Regions from separate parts of the Mus musculus genome. Here regions 2, 3, 4, 5, 6 and 7 are each linked to region 1. The links are chromatin contacts, called in public promoter capture Hi-C maps. All regions are on one chromosome and are shown on one strand. The core of a region is the stretch at or near the end of the contact, and the rest is flanking DNA. Distances in the headings are between cores, read along the strand shown.

What was found. Promoter capture Hi-C pulls out the DNA fragments that hold promoters and counts their contacts.
Region 2: a contact with region 1 is called in a promoter capture Hi-C map of pre-B cells. The contact joins the promoter of Bmp8a here to the promoter of Smap2 in region 1. A contact is called at or near these places in 3 of 39 promoter capture datasets (cranial neural crest, hippocampal neurons and pre-B cells) and 1 of 115 datasets of contacts at active chromatin or transcription factors (large pre-B cells).
Region 3: a contact with region 1 is called in a promoter capture Hi-C map of pre-B cells, with 8 times the contacts expected there. The contact joins the promoter of Pabpc4 here to the promoter of Smap2 in region 1. A contact is called at or near these places in 3 of 39 promoter capture datasets (cranial neural crest, frontonasal cranial neural crest and pre-B cells) and 1 of 115 datasets of contacts at active chromatin or transcription factors (large pre-B cells).
Region 4: a contact with region 1 is called in a promoter capture Hi-C map of pre-B cells. The contact joins the promoter of Heyl here to the promoter of Smap2 in region 1. A contact is called at or near these places in 4 of 39 promoter capture datasets (cranial neural crest, hippocampal neurons, pre-B cells and 1 more) and 3 of 115 datasets of contacts at active chromatin or transcription factors (astrocytes, embryonic stem cells and stem cell-derived neural progenitor cells).
Region 5: a promoter capture Hi-C map of second pharyngeal arch cranial neural crest shows a contact between it and region 1. The contact joins the promoter of Hpcal4 here to the promoter of Smap2 in region 1. A contact is called at or near these places in 5 of 39 promoter capture datasets (cranial neural crest, frontonasal cranial neural crest, hippocampal neurons and 2 more) and 4 of 115 datasets of contacts at active chromatin or transcription factors (astrocytes, bone marrow-derived dendritic cells, embryonic stem cells and 1 more).
Region 6: a contact with region 1 is called in a promoter capture Hi-C map of cranial neural crest. The contact joins the promoter of Bmp8b here to the promoter of Smap2 in region 1. A contact is called at or near these places in 7 of 39 promoter capture datasets (cranial neural crest, frontonasal cranial neural crest, liver and 3 more) and 1 of 115 datasets of contacts at active chromatin or transcription factors (stem cell-derived neural progenitor cells).
Region 7: a contact with region 1 is called in a promoter capture Hi-C map of hippocampal neurons, with 5 times the contacts expected there. The contact joins the enhancer-like site here to the promoter of Smap2 in region 1. A contact is called at or near these places in 9 of 39 promoter capture datasets (3T3-L1-derived adipocytes, cranial neural crest, embryonic stem cells and 6 more) and 1 of 115 datasets of contacts at active chromatin or transcription factors (astrocytes).

What each region holds. Positions count from the first base shown.
Region 1 is chr4:121,015,968-121,018,570 of GRCm38.p6, reverse strand. Smap2 (small ArfGAP 2) reads left to right here and starts at 1,324. Exons shown (of 10, transcript NM_133716.3): 1 at 1,324-1,822. The coding sequence starts at 1,720.
Region 2 is chr4:123,341,972-123,344,574 of GRCm38.p6, reverse strand. It overlaps Bmp8a (bone morphogenetic protein 8a), which reads left to right and starts at 1,323. Exons shown (of 7, transcript NM_007558.3): 1 at 1,323-2,191. The coding sequence starts at 1,867.
Region 3 is chr4:123,281,615-123,284,217 of GRCm38.p6, reverse strand. Pabpc4 (poly(A) binding protein, cytoplasmic 4) reads right to left here and starts at 1,307. Exons shown (of 15, transcript NM_130881.3): 1 at 411-1,307. The coding sequence starts at 603.
Region 4 is chr4:123,232,263-123,234,865 of GRCm38.p6, reverse strand. It overlaps Heyl (hairy/enhancer-of-split related with YRPW motif-like), which reads right to left and starts at 1,310. Exons shown (of 5, transcript NM_013905.3): 1 at 920-1,310. The coding sequence starts at 999.
Region 5 is chr4:123,182,196-123,184,798 of GRCm38.p6, reverse strand. It overlaps Hpcal4 (hippocalcin-like 4), which reads right to left and starts at 1,295. Exons shown (of 5, transcript NM_174998.4): 1 at 1,175-1,295; 2 at 943-1,046.
Region 6 is chr4:123,103,837-123,106,439 of GRCm38.p6, reverse strand. It overlaps Bmp8b (bone morphogenetic protein 8b), which reads right to left and starts at 1,279. Exons shown (of 7, transcript NM_007559.5): 1 at 765-1,279. The coding sequence starts at 1,089.
Region 7 is chr4:123,049,595-123,052,197 of GRCm38.p6, reverse strand. Trit1 (tRNA isopentenyltransferase 1) reads right to left here. Exons shown (of 11, transcript NM_025873.3): 9 at 23-132. Among named protein-coding and RNA genes, the nearest start is that of Gm46868, 30 kb to the left of the region's middle. Within about 2 kb of position 1,302, at least 147 of the 459 cell types and tissues checked have an H3K27ac peak or open chromatin away from gene starts, as enhancers often do. A contact at or near this core is called in hippocampal neurons, where this site is marked.

The DNA.
Region 1 (2,603 bases), core at 75-2,574:
AAAGTAGAGATGAACAAGACTGCTGTCTTAGAGGCAAATAAACACTTTGTCTTGCTGGCCTCCCTGGTCTATTACTCTAGCCTTCAGAAGAATCCCTTAAGAGCAAATATCAGGAAGTAGCGTTCTCTTCCCCTTTAGCACATCCTGTTTTTTCTCAGTCTCTTTTAAGAATTTGATGAGTGAAGGGACGGAATGCATACACAGGAAGATGGCCGTGGGTTCAAGACACTATTTGTAACAAGAGAGGCTTTGGAAAATAATACCTAATAACCATTTTTAAGTAGCTGCTTATTCCATGTTACCCTATAACTGGCTCTCCCCCAAACAACCTGAGAGATGGCTCAGCAGGTGAGAGAGTTTGGTAATCTCTCATAGGACCCTGGTTCCTTCCCCAACACCCACATCACACACCCTCATCCATCAGCTGAAACTCCAGCTTCAGGTACTGCAATGCCCTCTTCTGGCCTCCTTGGACACCTACACACACACACACACACACACACACACACACACACACGCACGCACGCACGCACGCACGCACGCACGCACACGCACACGCACACGTACGCACTCACACACGCACGCATGCACACACACGCAAGTAAAGGAGGCTAGGTATGGTGGCACATACCTTTAATCCCAGCACTTTGGAGGCAGTTCTCTGTTAGTTCGAGGCTATCCTAATCTACAATATAAAGTTCCAGGCCACCAAGGGCTACTTAGGAAGAACCTGTTCAAAAAAAAATTTTTTTTAAAGGAAAGAAAAGTTCTGCCTAGACACTAGTCAGAGCGATGCTCAAAAAGGGCAGTAGTCACAGAGAAGACTAATGTATATCAGCGGCAGGAGGCATTCCAAGTTAGAAGTGATCACGAGGGAGGGTGTAATGTCTCTTTAACTCGGGTCAGAGGGTGAGTCCTTTTGTCTCTTGAAGGAAAGACTAACCTAAAGGAGTCTGGGATAGCCACAACCCTTGTATTATATAAGGATAATAAACACACATCTTATAAAGGTTGCTGTGAAGAGCATACTGTGATAATTGATAGAAAGCGCTTAGAGCAGTACATGGCACACAGTATGAGCTCTGTAAATGTTGGTCGTTCCCTTCACTTTATTCTCTTCACTCTCCTCCCTCTCCACCCGGCTTCATTCATTCTTTTCCAAGGGCACGCAGGGGGCGTGTCCTCCCTCCCGCCGCTTCCACCTAAGCCCCGCCCCCGGCTCTTCCCGGATTGGTTCCTAGGAGGCGGAGCCAAGGGGAGAGCCCAGTGCAGCGCGGTGGGCGGGGCGCATGCGCGGGTTGGGCTGGGTGGAGGAGGAGAGGAAGAGCTGCCGGAAGTAGGCGGTGGAGGTGGCGGCTGAGCTGGTCGCAGCTGCCAGGGAAACCGAGGCGGGAAGCACAGCGGGCAGACCCTCAACACTCGGGGTCAAGTGTGCGTCCCGCACGCCTGAAGCCGGGAGCTCGCTCCACCTAGGCCACTTCTGGGGTCCCGCAGCCTCCGCGAGTCCCTGCCTTGCCCGAAGCCCGCCAGGGGGCGCCGCGCTGAGGGGCTGAGGGGCTGCGGGGCGGGGGCGCTGACGGCTCTGACCCCGGGGCTGCTCCGGGCCGGGCGAGAGGACCGCCTGGGCGGGGACCCCAAGGCCTCAGCCCCGGACAGAGGCAGGGGTTCTTGGGGGGTGCAGGGGGCGCGTCGCCCTCTGCCCCCGCCGGCACCCTGGCCATGACAGGCAAGTCGGTGAAGGACGTGGATCGGTACCAGGCGGTCCTGGCCAACCTGCTGCTGGAGGAAGATAACAAGTTCTGTGCTGACTGCCAGTCCAAAGGTAACGCATCCGGGGCGCCGGCGGGGGGCCAGCTGCGGGGCGGCGGCGTGGCGATGAGCTGCGATGGCCTGAGTGGGGAGGGGGTTCTGGAGCTCAGGGCGAGTCCTCTTCGTATGACCACGCGAGCCACCCTCGCTCATGAGCTTGCTGGGTTTCCTCGGGCTTGGGACTTGGGGTTTGGTGTGGGCGAGTGTGTGTGTGTGTGTGTGTGTGTGTGTGTGTGTGTGTGTCAGCGAAGTGGGGATGATATAGTGGGGGGTGGGGTTGCCCGGTGTGTTCAGGTGAGACTGTCTATGTTGCAGACTCTGAATGGCTTCTGGGCTCGCTGTCATGCAGAGCTGGCAGCCTTTTACTTGGCAAAGCTGTGGGTGAGCTGCAGTGTGGTGGGGGTGGCGGTGGGGGTGACGAGGAGGAAGGTGAGATGACTAAGAGAAAAACTGTCGAAATGATATTTAAAGGTGGCATTCCTTGCTGTCTGCTATGTCGTTAGCAGCTCCTGTCATTTTACCACCTTGTTGAGCTCAGACCGAGTGCTTAGGTGGCTTTCTTCACCCAGGTCGTGTGCACTGAGAAACAGCTACCTTATGCAGTGACACAGTGCGGATTTCTAGGTAGTCTAGCCTGGGTTGTGGAGGCCTCATGCGTGTGTGGTGAGCGAAACTAGCAGACCTGGACTGTAGTGCAGGACCCGTTCAAGCAGGGAGAAAAGGAAGCAAGGAATTCCCCCAATTCGTTATTTCCCTGGTGATTACACCTTTAGAGAGGAAATAGAAATTGGCCA
Region 2 (2,603 bases), core at 74-2,573, 2.3 Mb before region 1:
AAAAGAGAGAGAGAGAGCAGAGTTGGCCAGAGCAAGAGGGGTTGACCAGAGCAAGTAGAGGTCCTAAAAATTCAATTCCAAACAACCACATGAAGGCTGACCTGAGGTAAAGTGCTTAGCACTCAGGTTTCCCGGTTTTTTGTTTGTTTGTTTGTTTGTTTTGTTTTGTTTTAAGCCTTTGTGGGGCACAGTAGCACATGCCATAATCCCAGAGGCAGGGATAGGCAGGCATATCTATGAGTTTGAGGCCAGCCTGTTCTATAGGTCAAGTTCCAGGTCCGCCAATGCTACATTGTGAGAACCTACCTCAGAGCGGGGCAGGGCTGGTATAGAAATCTGGAGAAGACATTCAGAAATAGCACCTCCCAAGGGGAAGGAAAAAAACAAGCTATCGGTCTTAGACCTCAAGTGGCTGAAGGACAGAATGTATTCGGTGTCTACTGTATCTTTACATCCTTCAGTGATGTTACCGATATGGACCAGAGGTGCAAGGAGCTGGGCGCCATTGCCCTCGTATCAAACTCCAGACCGCAGGTGGAAACAGATCCAAGACCCCCTGGATCTGGAGCCCAGTCAACCCTCAGCGCTCTTGTTTGTTCAGGAATGTGAAGATTAGGCAGGTTGAGGTTGTCACTCCCATCCCGTGTGACAGAACTTGAAGGAAGGGGGATCATCGTGATCTGTGAACAGAATTTCTCAAAAATTATTTTGTTAATAAATTGCTTTGTGTAAGCTAAGAAAGAAAGAGAGGGGTAAAAAAAGGAAGAAGAAAAGGAAAAGAGGCAGCTGTGTGCCTATAGTGGCTTGTAAACACTAATAGGTCTGAAAGCCCTGTTACCTGTCATTATGACACTCCCAGTCTTGACACAGCCAGTCCCTCTGCTGGGTGCTTTCCTCCTACTGACTTCCGTCTTTCCTGTTCTATTCCTTCCAGCCTCCCGGAGCTCTTTCGCTGCTCCACTTGAGCCACACCAACACCTTTATGGTCTGTATCAGTGCTGTGGCAGCCGCCTTGGGAGGCCGGAGTGCATAAAGGGGCGGAACCAGTCAGGGAGTTTTTGCAAGGTCTCTTTCTTGCAAGCCCCTGGGGAGTTGTCACAAATGAGATAAGCGAAGGTGACCCTACTTCAGGAGGCTCAGAGCCCTATCCTGGGTTGGATCTACAAAGGGAACCGCTGGGTGAAGAAGAAGTCTGGAGCGGAGGAGTAGCGGGGGCTGGGCCCTGGTTCCTGCTGGCAACGGAATGTGTGCCCCACCCTCGCTGCACTGCTGGCACCCGCCCCGCCCCGACGGCCGGAACTAGGGGCGCATGCAGAGACTTCCAGAGCAGAAGGTGAGACACTACGGGTCCTACCGCTGCTCCGGGACTCAGGATCCCACCCTGGTGCCTGCTTCAGAGGCCCCAATGTCTCCTCGTGTAGCCAGGTATGAGCCCCGGAAGCTGGATGGGGACCCAAGACACCCTTAAAGGCCTCTCTTCAGCCCGTTCGTTCCCACCTACGGGTGCACCAGGCGGCTCCCACCACTTCGCGCACAAGTAGTAGTGCGACCATCCCCAGGCGTCTTTCCGCACTCGGACCCGCCCCCGTGATCCCATTGGCTGGTCGGGGAAGGGGCGGGGCCGAGGAAGAGCGCTCGGCGGTCTGAGCTGCCACCAAAGTCCTCCTGCGGACACTCGCAAGTCAGCGCCGTGAGAGCCCACGTTGCTCTGAGGGACCTACCGACGCGGCGATCGCCTGCCGAGTGCGTGGTGAGCAGCTGCTGTAAAGCTGCCAGCGACAGGTGCGCCGTCTGGTCCTCCCCGTCTGGGCGTAGCGCCCGAGCCCGACCAGCTACCAGTGGATGCGCGCCGGCTGAAAGTCCGAGATGGCTATGCGTCCCGGGCCACTCTGGCTATTGGGCCTTGCTCTGTGCGCGCTGGGAGGCGGCCACGGTCCGCGTCCCCCGCACACCTGTCCCCAGCGTCGCCTGGGAGCGCGCGAGCGCCGCGACATGCAGCGTGAAATCCTGGCGGTGCTCGGGCTACCGGGACGGCCCCGACCCCGTGCACAACCCGCCGCTGCCCGGCAGCCAGCGTCCGCGCCCCTCTTCATGTTGGACCTATACCACGCCATGACCGATGACGACGACGGCGGGCCACCACAGGCTCACTTAGGCCGTGCCGACCTGGTCATGAGCTTCGTCAACATGGGTGAGTGCAGGGCGTCAGGGATCCGGATGGGGCGGTAGGTGGAGGAGAGGGTGGCCGCCTGTCGGGGGATGATGCCCTCGGGTAATACAAGGCCCCTGGGACAGGGAGCCATGGTTCAGTAAAACCACAGGGAGGGGCGACTGCAGGAGATCAGGATTGGAAGGTCCGTTTTTTGCGCCTGTGCCCAGGGTCTTTGCCCCACTAAGGCACCCAGGAGTTGGGATCTGGAGATGTCCAGGTCCCCTAGGTAGCATCGGAAAACAGTCCTGGGTATACTGATGAGTAACCAGACCGTGATGCTGTCACTGTGATAAACGCAGCCCTGAAGAGAGGGAGGGACAAAGTTCAGTGTGGAAACCTGTGGTCATATCAAAATGACCAGAGCTGACCCTCACGCCCGGACAGCGGGCTC
Region 3 (2,603 bases), core at 58-2,557, 2.3 Mb before region 1:
CTAAAGCCATCCCAAGTCAGTCAGTTCAGGTTAGAGCCCCCAGTTTTGCAACCTACACTTTCAGGTGTCATTTCAATGCACTGAGTGCCAGACCCACTTCTACCTGAGTGGGGCTAGACACACTAGAATACCCAAGTCCCTTTATTCGGATCCCGAATTACACAAATCTCCTTGGGTTCCAACCCCTGCTCTACCCCACCCCCACCCAGTAGCCCAAGGTCATCAGGTTAGCAAGTGGTGGGAGACTGAAGCCAGGGTCATGACCACATGCCTGGCTCATTTTGCTTCCACCCAAGGCTTCTCAGGCAACATGCTGTTATGTTCCCCGGTCCTGGCAGTTTGGCCTCCGCCTTCAGGATTCCCAAGGTCCCCAGGAATCTCCCGAATGTGTGCACACCGCTACTACTCACCGTCAGCTGGCTGCTGGAAGTTGACGTAGGCATAACCCAGAGAGCGCCGGGTGATCATATCGCGACAGACCCGGATGGACAGCACAGGCCCCGCAGGGCTAAACTTTTCATACAGCATGGCTTCGGTGACGTCCGAGTGCAAATCGCCCACGTATAAGGAGGCCATGGGGTAGCTGCTGGCTGCAGCGTTCATCTCCCCACCCCCCACGACCCCGAGCCCCGCCAGGAGGACTTCTAACAAGGCCTACTGCAGGACAAAAGGGGCTCCGAGGAGCTATGGCACGCGCCGCAGCGCACAGGTGGCACCAGCGACGCCGGAGAAGGCTGGAGCAGGGAGGCTCCGAGCCGGGACCCGTGTGCGGGACGACTTGCACGGGACTGCAAAAGCCCCAAGACAAAAGGCTCTCAAAAACAATATGGCCCGCTCCTGGAGTTTGTACTCTCCAGCTGTCCTGGCTTGAGGCTTAAAAAATAAAAATTAAAGTAGGAAATCCCCTCGTAAAGGGGGCAAAAAATTTTCAAGAGGCAATCAGATGCTGCGCTCACGGCCGCCTTGGGAACACGCGTTTCGTGATAAATATAGGCCCCGGACTCCCGGCGGTTTACAGTTACAGCAGCCCAGGAAGGGGGAAACCAAATCTTTGCGGGTGCCGGCGAAGGGCAGTGCGGACACGTGGTGCGGCCAGCCGGGGCGCGGGGCTGCCACGCGGCGCAGAGGCGTGCAGGGGCGGGCCGGGCCGAGGGGGATGGCTCACCACCGGACGGACAGACAGACGCTGACGGACAGGCAGGCCGGAAGCTGTGAAAGTCACTTCCCCACGGGCTCCCAGCACAAGTCGCTGTCTGGTTCTTTTTCTTCTTTTTTTCCCTTTTGCTTTTTTTTTTCCTCTTCTTTTCTTTTCTTTTTTTTTTTTTTAAGGTTTTTGAGGCTTTTGTGTTTTTTTTAAGCTTTTTCTTTTTTCTGCTTCAGGCGTGCTGAGCCCAAACGCAACACTGATGGCTGCGACCCGGGGCGGAGAGAGGCGGCTGGAGCCGCCACCGCTCCATTTATACCCTCCCGCCCCGGGCGCTGCTGGTCGAAGGGCGCCTCGAGACCTGGGCGCAGTCGTGCCCGCCCACTCTGCCCCGGGGGCCCAAGGCGGGGCAGTCACACCAGAGTGACCTGGAGCCGCCCGCAAGGTGTCACAGCGTCCCCTTGCGTTTGGAGGACCAGCAGCACGCACCTGTATGATTCTCTTTCTGCAGTGTATGGATTGAGTCATGTCCTCCCCAAGACCCACACGCAGGTATAATGTTTAAAACATCCATGAAATGCCCAAATCTACACAAAGGGATGCTAAAGTACAGCTACTAGGTGGCCCAATACATGGTTGAGCTGAATACGTAAGACATACGAAAGTTTTAAGAACATATAACCTTGAGGTTGGATTTTGGAGGTCATTAGAAATGGTGGTGGTATCTTAGGTGATGAGACTGTTTTTGAAAAGATGAACAAATCTTGCCAAAGCTTTTATAAAACAAAACGTGACTGTCCGCTCCTGTTTTGTTCTGGTGGCACGCCTACAGCTTAGTTTGTGCAAAAGGAGAAGAGGAGAAGAAAGGTGTATTTGGGCTCATGGTTCTTGTATAAGGGAGCTATCTCTAGTGATGTCCTTACAAGGCATCTCGTGGCGACTCATGGCACAACACAAAGAGAATGCATCTGTGCATGTGAAACAATGTTTTTGTTACTATGTAAACGCTAGTTAAGAGTTTACGCTTAGATGATGAAGGGTAATCATTGACTTTTTACCCAAATGAAGGTTTCACTGACCATTTGAAGATCATGTTATCTCATGAGACTAAATATGTGGAGTTATAGCAGTATTTCCTTACTCCATAAGTGCCAGGGACCATTTTTTTTTCTATCCTTATATTCACTCAAACCAGAAATTAGCAAAAGCTAGACAGATACTCGTCTACTGGTTGAAGCAAACAATTGAGGAAATATAAGTATTTAATCAATCAATTCATTCCAATAAATGGCTAATCAGAGCTCCCCCCCCAGCAGATGCCATGGTTGCCATGGTTACCATGGTATACAAGTAAGAGTCCCTCCTTACCTCTGAGAATAATTTCTGGTGACTATATTAAATAAAGAAGCCTTGCTAGGTGTAGTGACTCACACCTTTAGTCTCAGCACTTGGGAGACCG
Region 4 (2,603 bases), core at 61-2,560, 2.2 Mb before region 1:
ATGCACCAGGATCTGGATCCAATCCCTAGCAGTGGATGAAGAAAAAGGAAGAAGGAAGAAGAGGAGGGGGAGGAAGAATGGAAAGAAGAAAGGGAAGGAAAGGAAAAGCTCTAAGGTGAGTTGGTGGCGGTTGTGGGCTGGGTGGCAAGGCCTGGAGACTTAGAGCCTGACACCACTAAGCACTCACCATGAACTACTGCTAAGGCCTTGACATTCTTCCGTTTGATGTCTACACCCGCTATGAAGCTAGCTTCATCATGTATACCCATTTTATAGACCAGAAAACTGAAGCTTATGGAGTCACCGAGCTGATAGGTAGCAAGGATTGTACAAGTTCAGTTTGTTCCACAGGTTAGAAGTTAGATTATTTAACAAAAAAGAAACTGCATTGGCGGCTTGGTGGTTTGGTGGAAGGGGTGCTGAAGATTGGAGTCTAGGCTTTTGCAAGTTGGCTATTATTTCCCTCAGTACCTAAACACAAATCCCAGTATGCTCAAAGCGAAAAGGACACAGCCCCCAGTCCTTTTGTGTACTATGTGAAAACTGTTCCCAAAGAAGAGTGAAATTGGAAAAGTACAGAAGTCTTCATAGTAGACAAACTATGGGCAATGGAATGCGGTATCTACATCTATGAAGGTTTCCTAGGTCTGCAGGAAAACTTCTCAGGGGCGTCCCTGGGGGTAGCCAAACGACAGAATATCCTCCAGCTGAACTGTCCTCCCATCCCAGCTCCCTGAACCATAGTTGGTTCAGGGTGTTATGGTTCAGGGTACTCAGGAATCTGCCGCATTGGTGCTATGGACGCACTGGAGTCGCTGCACACGCCCCCGCATCTTGGCTGACACCTGAGGGCTGCGCACAAACTTGAGTGTGCTGGACTTTCTCACCCCCGGACGGCCCTCGCTCCACCCTGTCTTACCTAAGATCGTTCTCTTGACCCACATCGATGGGTCCATCAGACTCGCCGTCGGAGCCACTGGGCGCCCTGGGCCGCTTCATGCCGAAAGCTGGCTGCGGGGTCCCAGCCCTGCGATCCCTGGAGTTGGTTGTTGGGCCCCGCCTCAGCCCCGCCCCGGCCCGGGAGCCGACGCCGCCCTTTCCCAGGGCCCTTTCCTGCACCGCAGCCCGGGGCGCCCCGGCGCCCCCTCGCCCCCGCGGTGACGCGCCACCGAACCGTGGGAAGGCCCCGGGCGGTCACCGCCCCCATCGGCCGCTGGGAGGTCCGGCTCCGCTCCACCGGCGCTGCCTGGGCTGGCGCTCTGGGTGGCCTTGGGCAGGTGCCCTGGGAGGCCCCACGGGGAAGCCCAGAGAATCCGGATCTGTCCCTAGTTCTGTGCGACAGACTTCGCTTTGCAGTGCCTCAGCTTTTTATAAGGGTCAGACCTGTACCTTCCTGCTCCAGGGCATGCAGGGAGGGCAGATAGGTTTGGAAAGGTTACTGGGGGTGCCTGTGACCCCTTGGAAGTAATTCTTCAGTCACTCCTTCTATAGGGGACCAAAGTTTGTGGTGTGTGTGTGTGTGTGTGTGTGTATTGGGGAAGCTACGTGCACTGTGGGATGCTCAGAACTTCGAAGTCCTTTGGTGAACCCCCAAAGGGGTGGCTGCTGCTTGCCAGCTGAGAAGGCTGGAGGAGGGGAGACAGGGTCATAGAACCCAAAGTGGCATTGAACTTGATGTGTAGCAGAAGATGACCTTGAACTACTGATCCCTGACCCTCCTGCCTCTGCATCCCAAGTGCTGACTTTACAGTGGCCAAGATCTTTGAGCTTCTGACTTGTGGGAGGGAGCACAGGAATGGAGAAGGTAGGTAGGGTGTGGTGGTTGGTGGGGTATCCCTGGGAGTCACCCCAGTTCATTTAATGACAGCTGTCCTGGCAGGCACCAGGGAGAGGAAGAGAGGAAAGGAGCCTTCGGCTTCTCTTTCTGGGGGAGCCTGTCTGACCACAGACAACTATTTAGTCAGTGAGAGTTCCTGTCCTTGTGCCTAGAGATTCAGCTGCCATCCTCCCAGGTCATCGTACGCAGAGAAGTGCAGAGGGAAGCTGAGGGAGGAGAGCAAACTTCTTGCAGGGGCGGCAGGGAGATGGTGGAGGTGGGTGTGGTGGGCAGGGCACCAGAGGAGTCCTCTCCCTTTGTTCTGCTCACTGGGACAGGCACAAAAGAAAGCCAGCTTTTGGTGTAGGGAAGTGGGGTTGGTCACCTGAAGCTGACTACACACACTTTCACCATAGTCAGCTCTGCTTGCAGATACTTCCTGATGGGAAAGAACAGGCCTCTTGCCACTCAGACCCACACGTAACCACTTGGCCAAGCACAGAAACTTATCATGCTCATAGATGACCAGATAGGACTGGCATGAACGGTCGCCATCAGGAAACTCTGCTGGCCACCGCAGCCGCAAGCACCAATTCTCCTGTTCCAAATGCCCTCAGCACTCACATAATTTCTGTGGGCACCTGCCAAAACAGTGAGAACCTCAACCAGTGTGAAGAGTGCCCAATGTGTGCACTAGGCATTTCCTAGAAAGGCAGATACTTGTTTGCTCTATGTGATTGGCTGAGAGAGAAAGGGCTGGCAGATTTGCAGGGGAAGGTAAGGGCTC
Region 5 (2,603 bases), core at 46-2,545, 2.2 Mb before region 1:
AGTAGCCTGAACCTTGGCCTGAGTGAAAAGGATGTCCCTACAGTGATGGATGGGGCCTCTCAGGTCTCCTCTGAGAAATATCCTAATGGTTTGAACAGGGCTTTGTTCTCCTGTAATCAGCTGTGGAACCAGAATATGTCAGACCTGGAAGGCTACTCAAGACCATCTCATCGAACCCTCCTCTGTCCTGCTCTTTGCCTATCTCATGAAGAATCTGAGAGGGAAAAGCCTTGGCTAAAGTCAAGCAGAGATCGAGGCGAAGGCAAGGCTTGCACTCTTCTGCTTTCTCATTCAGACATAGGGAAAGGAGAAAATGAGCCCACATGGACTCATCTTTGGCTTCATCTCTGCAAACAACAGGAAGCCGAGAGAGGGAGCAACAGGCACAAAAGGAACAGAGAAGACCGGGTTACAGAGAGAGGACCTGGTGCGTTCCTGTGTGAGGGATGATGAGGTTTAAAGGCTAGAGCTATGGGGTGGTCTTCTGGGAGGAGCAACCCTGGTTTATGCTCCAAGCAAGATAAAGGAAGAAGAGTGTGGAACCCCTGTCTAGTTGGGAGGCTACTAGAAGGGAGATGGTGAATGGGTCTGGAGTAGGAGCCTCAGGGGTCTTCATCCTTTCCTTAGGTATGCTGTGAGCTGTCAGCATAAGGGGCAGAGAGAGTGTAGTCAGAGAATGAATTTGCTATCGAGGTCTTTTGGGGAACAAGACCCTGAGATGGGAATGACAGTGAACTATTGGTGTCGGTGTGGGCTACCTCCAAGTAGAGGTTTCCATGAGGCTTGGTTCTAGAGGCAAGAGAACACAGGGTGACTGAAACCTCTCTTCTAGCACCAGTGACACCACACACCCCCAAGTAAGAGTGTGTGTGTGTGTGTGTGTGTGTGTGCGCGCGCGTGCGCGTGTGTTTGCACTGGAGCCAGAGGAATGGTTGTTCTTACCTGAGCTGGGGGTAAGGAGGCAGCTGTACCTCCTTCTTGAACTGGAGACCCGGCTTGAAGTGAAAGTTCCTGGCCCAAGGCGGGCTTCCCAGATGGCTGTCCACCTATGACAGACCCAGGGTCAGAAAGATGGATCTGAGCAGATGAGGATGGGAGTGGAAGGCGGAGGAGGAGGGGCTCAGGGCCTCCGCCCCGCGAGGTTGCTTCTAGGGCCCGGCCCCACCCTCATTACCTGAGGCCGCTCGCCGAGTCGCTAGATGGCTCCGAGCTTGGGCGGCCGCGGGGACAAGGCTGGCTATCAGGCGGACGACAGGCTCTGTAGGGTCCGCGTCGGAGCCGCCTCCCCAGTTCTTGTATCACTATTTGCTTCTCGAAGGCGACACGATTTGCATAAGACCCGCCTCCTCTCAGCAACTTTGGACATCGATTGGTTCGGCTGGCACCGAGTGACAGGCAGGGTTTCAGGTGGGGATGGGGTGGCCTGTGAGTCTAGGCTACCACAAGAGCGCGCCCCGCCCGTCCGCCCGCGCTGACCTTCCCGGAGTCGCCAGGATTGTAGAGGGCTGTACCCCCATCTGTTCCTCAACCCTGAGGCTCAGAGCCTGGGTCACAGTTTGGAGCGAAAAGTACCGATGATTAAAGTGGATTCGCAAAAAACAACCGCACCGTTGCTATGGGAACAGAAGAACCACAGTTGAATTTCTAAGCCTTCTCTTCCTGGGCCCCAGCGGGGGTGGGGGTAAGATAGGGGGTGATTCATAAGATGCGACCCCGTCTCTTGTCCTGCCCGTACCTGGAGGGGATCAATGAGGAGCTGCGGAGTGGCAAGGTGGAAAAGGGGAGATGGGGTGGTCAAGAACTCGCGGCTTTGCACCAGTGCCCCTCCACACCCACTCCTCTCCCGCCGTTTAGCAGAGGGGAGGGTGGGTGCGGCACGAGCTGGGTGGATGTGGAAGTATCCTCTACCTAGACACACGAGGGCGTGGGCTCCCTCCAGCCACCCCCACAACTCTAAGTCAGATCTCTTGTCAGGCTCTATCCTTACTTCTCGAGGACCCCTAAAAAGACTTGTTGGTTCTCCTCCAGAAGGAGCCTTTACAGTACGCCAAGCATTGCTCCATTCCCCACCCTCCCGCATTCCCGTCGCTTAGATGGAGCCGGTTCCCAGCCGCCGCCAGTCTCCGGCCTCGGATGTTGACACAAACCAGAGGCGGTTTACACTGAACGGGTCTGGAAGGTTTCAGGGAGGCGAAAACACCTCCTTTCCGCACTTGGGGGTCTCGTCACAGCCCGCTCAGTCGCCACGGATGTACTGGTGTCTGAGAGCTCACAACCCAAGGTGGTGGGAAAGAGCTCTAACGCCAAACTCAGGGCGAAAGGGGAGCAGAGATCCCTGGGCTGGGCCACGTGCGGAGGAGGGACTTCAAGGGATCTACCAAAAGTGGGGGCGGGACGCGTGGGGGATTGGTTAAATGGGATTGCAGATGCAGAAGAGGCCGGATTTCTGTCCAGGCAGCAAATGGTGGAGATGAGCGCTGTTTGGGGGACTAAGGACAGGCAAAGAACCGGTTTTTGGAGATTTGGTCTTAGAAACTCCCAAACAAAGCACAGCCAGGGGAAACCAGTAGGACCCGCGTCTTCCTTATGAGAGCTATCCATTT
Region 6 (2,603 bases), core at 30-2,529, 2.1 Mb before region 1:
CAGGCTGTCTGTTACAGACAGGAGCAAAGCAGGTAGGGACTGAACCAACAGTAAATGCTTATGGCTACAGATAAAAGTTTTGGGGAAAAGACCTTTAAGACTCGTAGGAGAAAGTGGTCCTGATGTCTACAGGTCCCTGGAGAAAGGAGGAGCCACGCTTCGGGAGAATGGACTCACAGCTGCCCCTTGGGTCACTCACTGGCCTGAACACTCTCCGTGCCAGGCCAAGGTCCAGCTGCTAGGGCCCAGGCCCACAGGACTACAGTCATGTCTGAGTCTGTCCACTCCACCTCCTGACACTGCACCCCACCCACCAGTTCCTACTACACAGAAAGAGCCCGCCATCCGGGCGTGAGGGTCAGCTCTGGTCACTTTGATATGACCACAGGTTTCCACACTGAACTTTGTCCCTCTCTTCAGGGCTGCTTTTATCACAGTGACAGCATCATTTACTCATCAGTCTCCCCAGGACTGACTTCCGGTGCCACCTAGGGGACCTGGGCATCACCAGATAACTACTCCTAGGCATCATGGTGAGACAAGGCCTGGGGAACCTGCGCTAGCACTCAGACCTTCCAGTCCTGACCCCTGTAGTCCTTGCTTCCCGGGTGATGAGTCTGCCACATAGCGATTCCCTAAGCAGGGTCCTCACGCTCCTAGAGGCCTATCCCCAGTCAGATGGCTAGAATAGTCCCTCCAAGACAGGAAGCCATGCGCTCTCCACGTGGAGACTGCGGACACCCTGGGTCCCTCTGCACACTCACCTATGTTGACAAAGCTCATAATCAGGTCAGCACGGTCCAAGTGAGGCTGCGGGGTCCCACCGCCACTGTCATCCGTCATGGCACGGTACAGGTCCAACATAAAGAGGGGCGCAGACGCTGGCTGCTGGGCAGCCCCGACCGGTGCTCGGGATCGGGGCCGCCCCGGCAGCCCCAGCACCTCCCGAATCTCGCGCTGCATGTCGCGGGGCTCGCGTACTCCTAGTCGACGCTGGGGAAAGACGTGCGGGGGATGCGAGAGGTGACCGCCGCCCAACACGCACAGAGCCAGGCCCAGTAGCCATAGGAGTCCCGGACGCGCAGCCATCTCGGACGTTTAGCGGACTCGCATCCAGCGACGCCTCGACGACAAGGATGGGACAGCGCCGCGGATCCCGAGTTCGCACCTGTCGCGGGCAGCTCTAAGACGACTGCGCTCCACGCGCTCCGCAGGCAGCAGCCCAGCCTGTAGGTCCCGCAGAGCAACGTGGGCCCGCGCGGTAGGGAATAGCGAGTGTCCGGAGCAGGACCGACTTTCGGGGACTAGAACCCGGAGCGCTTCCTCGGCTCCTCCCCTTAGTGAACTCAACCAATGGGGGCTCTGGGGCGGGCCCGAGCGCGGACACACGTCTACAGGGTGTCTGTACCGCTACTACTAAAGGTGGGGGTGGAGGGAGCGAGTGGGACCCGGAGGTAGGTATCACCGGTCGGGGAGAAGCCATCATGGGTGTCCTGGGCCCCCATCCATCTGCCTGGGCACACTCCGGGCTCCGCGCGGAGACGTCGGTGTCTCTGAAGCAGACACCTGCACCTTGGAGCGAATTGCTTAGAGTTGGGAGAGCGCCCAAGTCCGGGAGCTGGGGTGGGCCCCACATGTCTCCGGAAGCGCCCATTGGACTGGCCGTCGGGGCGGGGCGGATGCCAACCATGCCTCGAGGGTGGGGCACATTCTGTCGCCAGAAGCTGCCAGGGCCCGGACTCCGCCGCTCCTGTCTGCTAGGTGCCTTCCCCGCTGTCCGGGGAAGACGCCTCCTTCACCGATGAGCGCTGGTTCTGTGCGCCAAGCTATTCTCTGCCAGGCCCAGACAGACCACACTGCTGGCTAATCCAACCTCAGATTGACTCTGGAGTATCCGGGAGGGAAACCCAGGCACACAGAGCTTAAACACCTTCCCTCAGGCCGCACAACAATGGAACTAGAAAGCTTCAGGCACTGGGTGGTTGGCTGCTGGAGAGGCTACCAAGAGGGATATGCGTTAAAGGGCTTAACAGACAGTGCGCTACATAAGGGTTTTGACCAACTATGAATTCTTTAGCGTGGATTCAAAATAATATTCCAAATAAATCACACCACCAAAATCATCTTGATGTGATCCCCTAAACGGTTTAAAAAAAAAAAAAAGATTTATTTATTTATTTGATGTTTGTGACTACACTGTCGCTGTCTTCAGACACACCAGAAGAGGGCATCAGAATCCATTACGGATGGTTGTGAGCCATCGTGTGGTTGTTGGGAATTGAACTCAGGACCTCTGAAAGAGCAGTCAGTGCTCTTAACCACTGAGCCATCTCTCCAGCCCCTCAAAGATTTAAATGTCAATTAAATCCTTAATGCAATCTTTCAGTTGTGCCTCAAGCACACACTAGTCTTATAACCGAATCAACAGGTCAATTTCCATACTATTTCAAAGTCCCATAAAGACAATGGATATGCCAACTAACCATTGAAAATGGCTAGGTGAGACAGAACAAAGATACTGAAGGCAAGGATAGGTTGAAATGAGGATGGACTTAGGTGCTGATGCTGGAGGCGGGTAGAGCTCTCTCTCTCTCTCTCTCTCT
Region 7 (2,603 bases), core at 53-2,552, 2.0 Mb before region 1:
GCCATGCCTCCTTAATAGTCACCTGGATGAAACTTTGTACTATATTGAGAGCAGGTTCCAGAACAGACTCCTCCCACTTGGAAACATCAGATACTTCTAAGCCATATACCGGGGGGACACTGGGCCCAGGTCCTAATGACGACAAAGAAAAGTTGTGAAAGTCTGGCCTACAAGTTCCAATCTCTTCTGTTTCTAAGACTCTTAAAACCCTCAAGCAGAATGCACGGGGCCAAAGGAGTGACACTCTGACTATGCTATGATTCTACTATAAATATGAGCCACAACCTCAAAGACCCATAGCCTGACTCACAGGCAGGAAACACGAATGACCATGTAAACAGGGACTTAGGTGCAGAGTCTTCGATCCGTAAGGAAATCAAAACGGAGTAACAGCTCTGGTGAGTACTAGGTGGGCTACTGTGATACAAAGACAGTACTTTATAGGAGGAACTAAGCTAAGAGGTTTGAGTAAGTGCCTACTCTATTAGCCTTGGGGCTGATCTAGTTAAATCTCACCCTGCCCTCCATGCTCTTGGGGAGGAGTGTCAGAGAGTCATGTGGCCCAGCCCTGACTATCCTCAAACTCACTATGCACCTGAGTTAGGTCTTAGAGCCCAGACCCTCCTGCCTCTCTACCTTCTAAGTGATGGGATTACAGCCATGTAGTACAACACCAGGTTTCCGAACACCTTTTTTAAGAACCATATATAAAGGATGAAAGCCCACTCTGCGGTAAATACTTCCGAACAGACATGAGACTGGAGGGAGAAGGAAAAGACCCCACGCATCTGAGCACATCAACCGTGCTGTAATACTTTAGCTACAGTTCGCCTCTGCATTCCACAGCCACACTAGACTGCCTTCCACAGCTAGGTGAAGTTAGTTACCTGAAGGCAAGAAGCATTGTCCCATAGACAAAAAAATATCAAAGGCATCAAGATGCCAACGGCTGGCAGGTGCTGGCCTTTTGAGTGTGCCAACCACAAATAAGATTCTCCATAGACCGGACTGGCCTACACCTGCCGCCACATGGAAAGGTGAGACCAGGAGAGCGCAGGCAGCACCCACAGCACACCTGGCCTTAGTCAAGCTCTGCACCTGTTTCTAGGCCACTCTACATTTCCCTTTCTCCTCTAAGTCCTTTGTTGGGCTTCTGTGCCCTGTCTAAGCACCTTTCAACAAGTTCTCGGCTCCCAGCTGCTATTTCTGGCTTGGGTCCAAGGCCAAGCTGGGGTGGGGAAGTCCCTCTGGCTCTCTGCCAGGCCATATCCCAGCAGACTAGTCCTGGCCAATCAAATGTGGCTCCTGACTTACAGGGCAGCTGTGCCTTTCACTCTGGCACCAGGATTGAGCCTGCACAGAATGAGGTGCCATTAACCCCTCCAGCCTCAGAGACCGGAGTTACTATTGCCTTACAACAAGAGGAACTTCTAAATCATTACAAAAAGCTTCTGTTTCAGACTTACTGTCAGACATGGGAAGGGAAGTACTTGAGATCTGTGAACATCAAGTTCAGCTGAAACTAAGATGGGACCCATCTATGTATCAAGACAGGAGGCAAAGGGTAAACTGAAGGAAGTGACACCATACACTAAGGTGTACATGGTCAAAGGCACCAAAGGCCAGGGGCAGAGGCTTCAGCTGGCCTAACCTATAACTGAAAGCAGAACTCTACTGGCAAAAAGTAAACTGGAGATGATTCAGAAGTGTATTTCCAAAGTGTCCACAAGATAAAAGTGGAGTTTCACTACACTTAAATTAATCTCCTTTTAGCTCATAAGCATACCACTGGGGACCTGAGGGCCGATATGAATGCCGGGTAGCCAAGGGCATAGCTTAATGAAACATGAGCCTACACTTAAGAGTCAGGCCTGTGTTTGGGCTCTCTTGCCTACTAGCCAGGGGTGAAGGTCTTCATGTTCTTATCTGTAAAACAATTACCTTCACCTTGAAGCCTCACTTCAACTATATATAGCACTAAATTTAGTGCCAAAGACACAGTATGAGACTTTCCTTCTCTCTCCCTTAAAGCTCTGTCCAAGTCTGGACGTGGTGGCGCACACCTTTAATCCCAGGACTTGGGAGGCAGAGGCAGGTGGATCACTGTGAGTCCAAGGCCAGCCTGGTCTATACATCAAGTTCCAGGACAGCCAGAGATGTTATACAGGGAAACACTGTCTTGAAACCTTCCTCCCCTAAAAACGTTCTATCCCATTAAAGTTTCCTTTGAAGCAAGTCAAGTACCATGTATATGATCACAAAAATAAAGCAAGGAGAAACATTTCATTTTGCTCTTTTTAGTAAAGATCACCAGACCCAGGCCCCACTTTAACTGGGAAAGTTCCCTGCAGCTTTCTGCCTGCTCTTCAGGTACAAAACTGAAGACAGAATCAGATCTGAACACCTAGTCTGCTCACACATTGCTATGCTGCTCTTACAATCTGTTGTAGCCACCACCATCTGTTCCAGGGTGAAGACACATCTTCAATGGAAACTTAAATTGTTTCTCTTTTTCCCCCTGAGACATCATTAGAAAACACCCCCAATAACCATCTATGCAAAAGACCTTGGGGTCCAATTCTTAGGACAGATCAATACTCTGT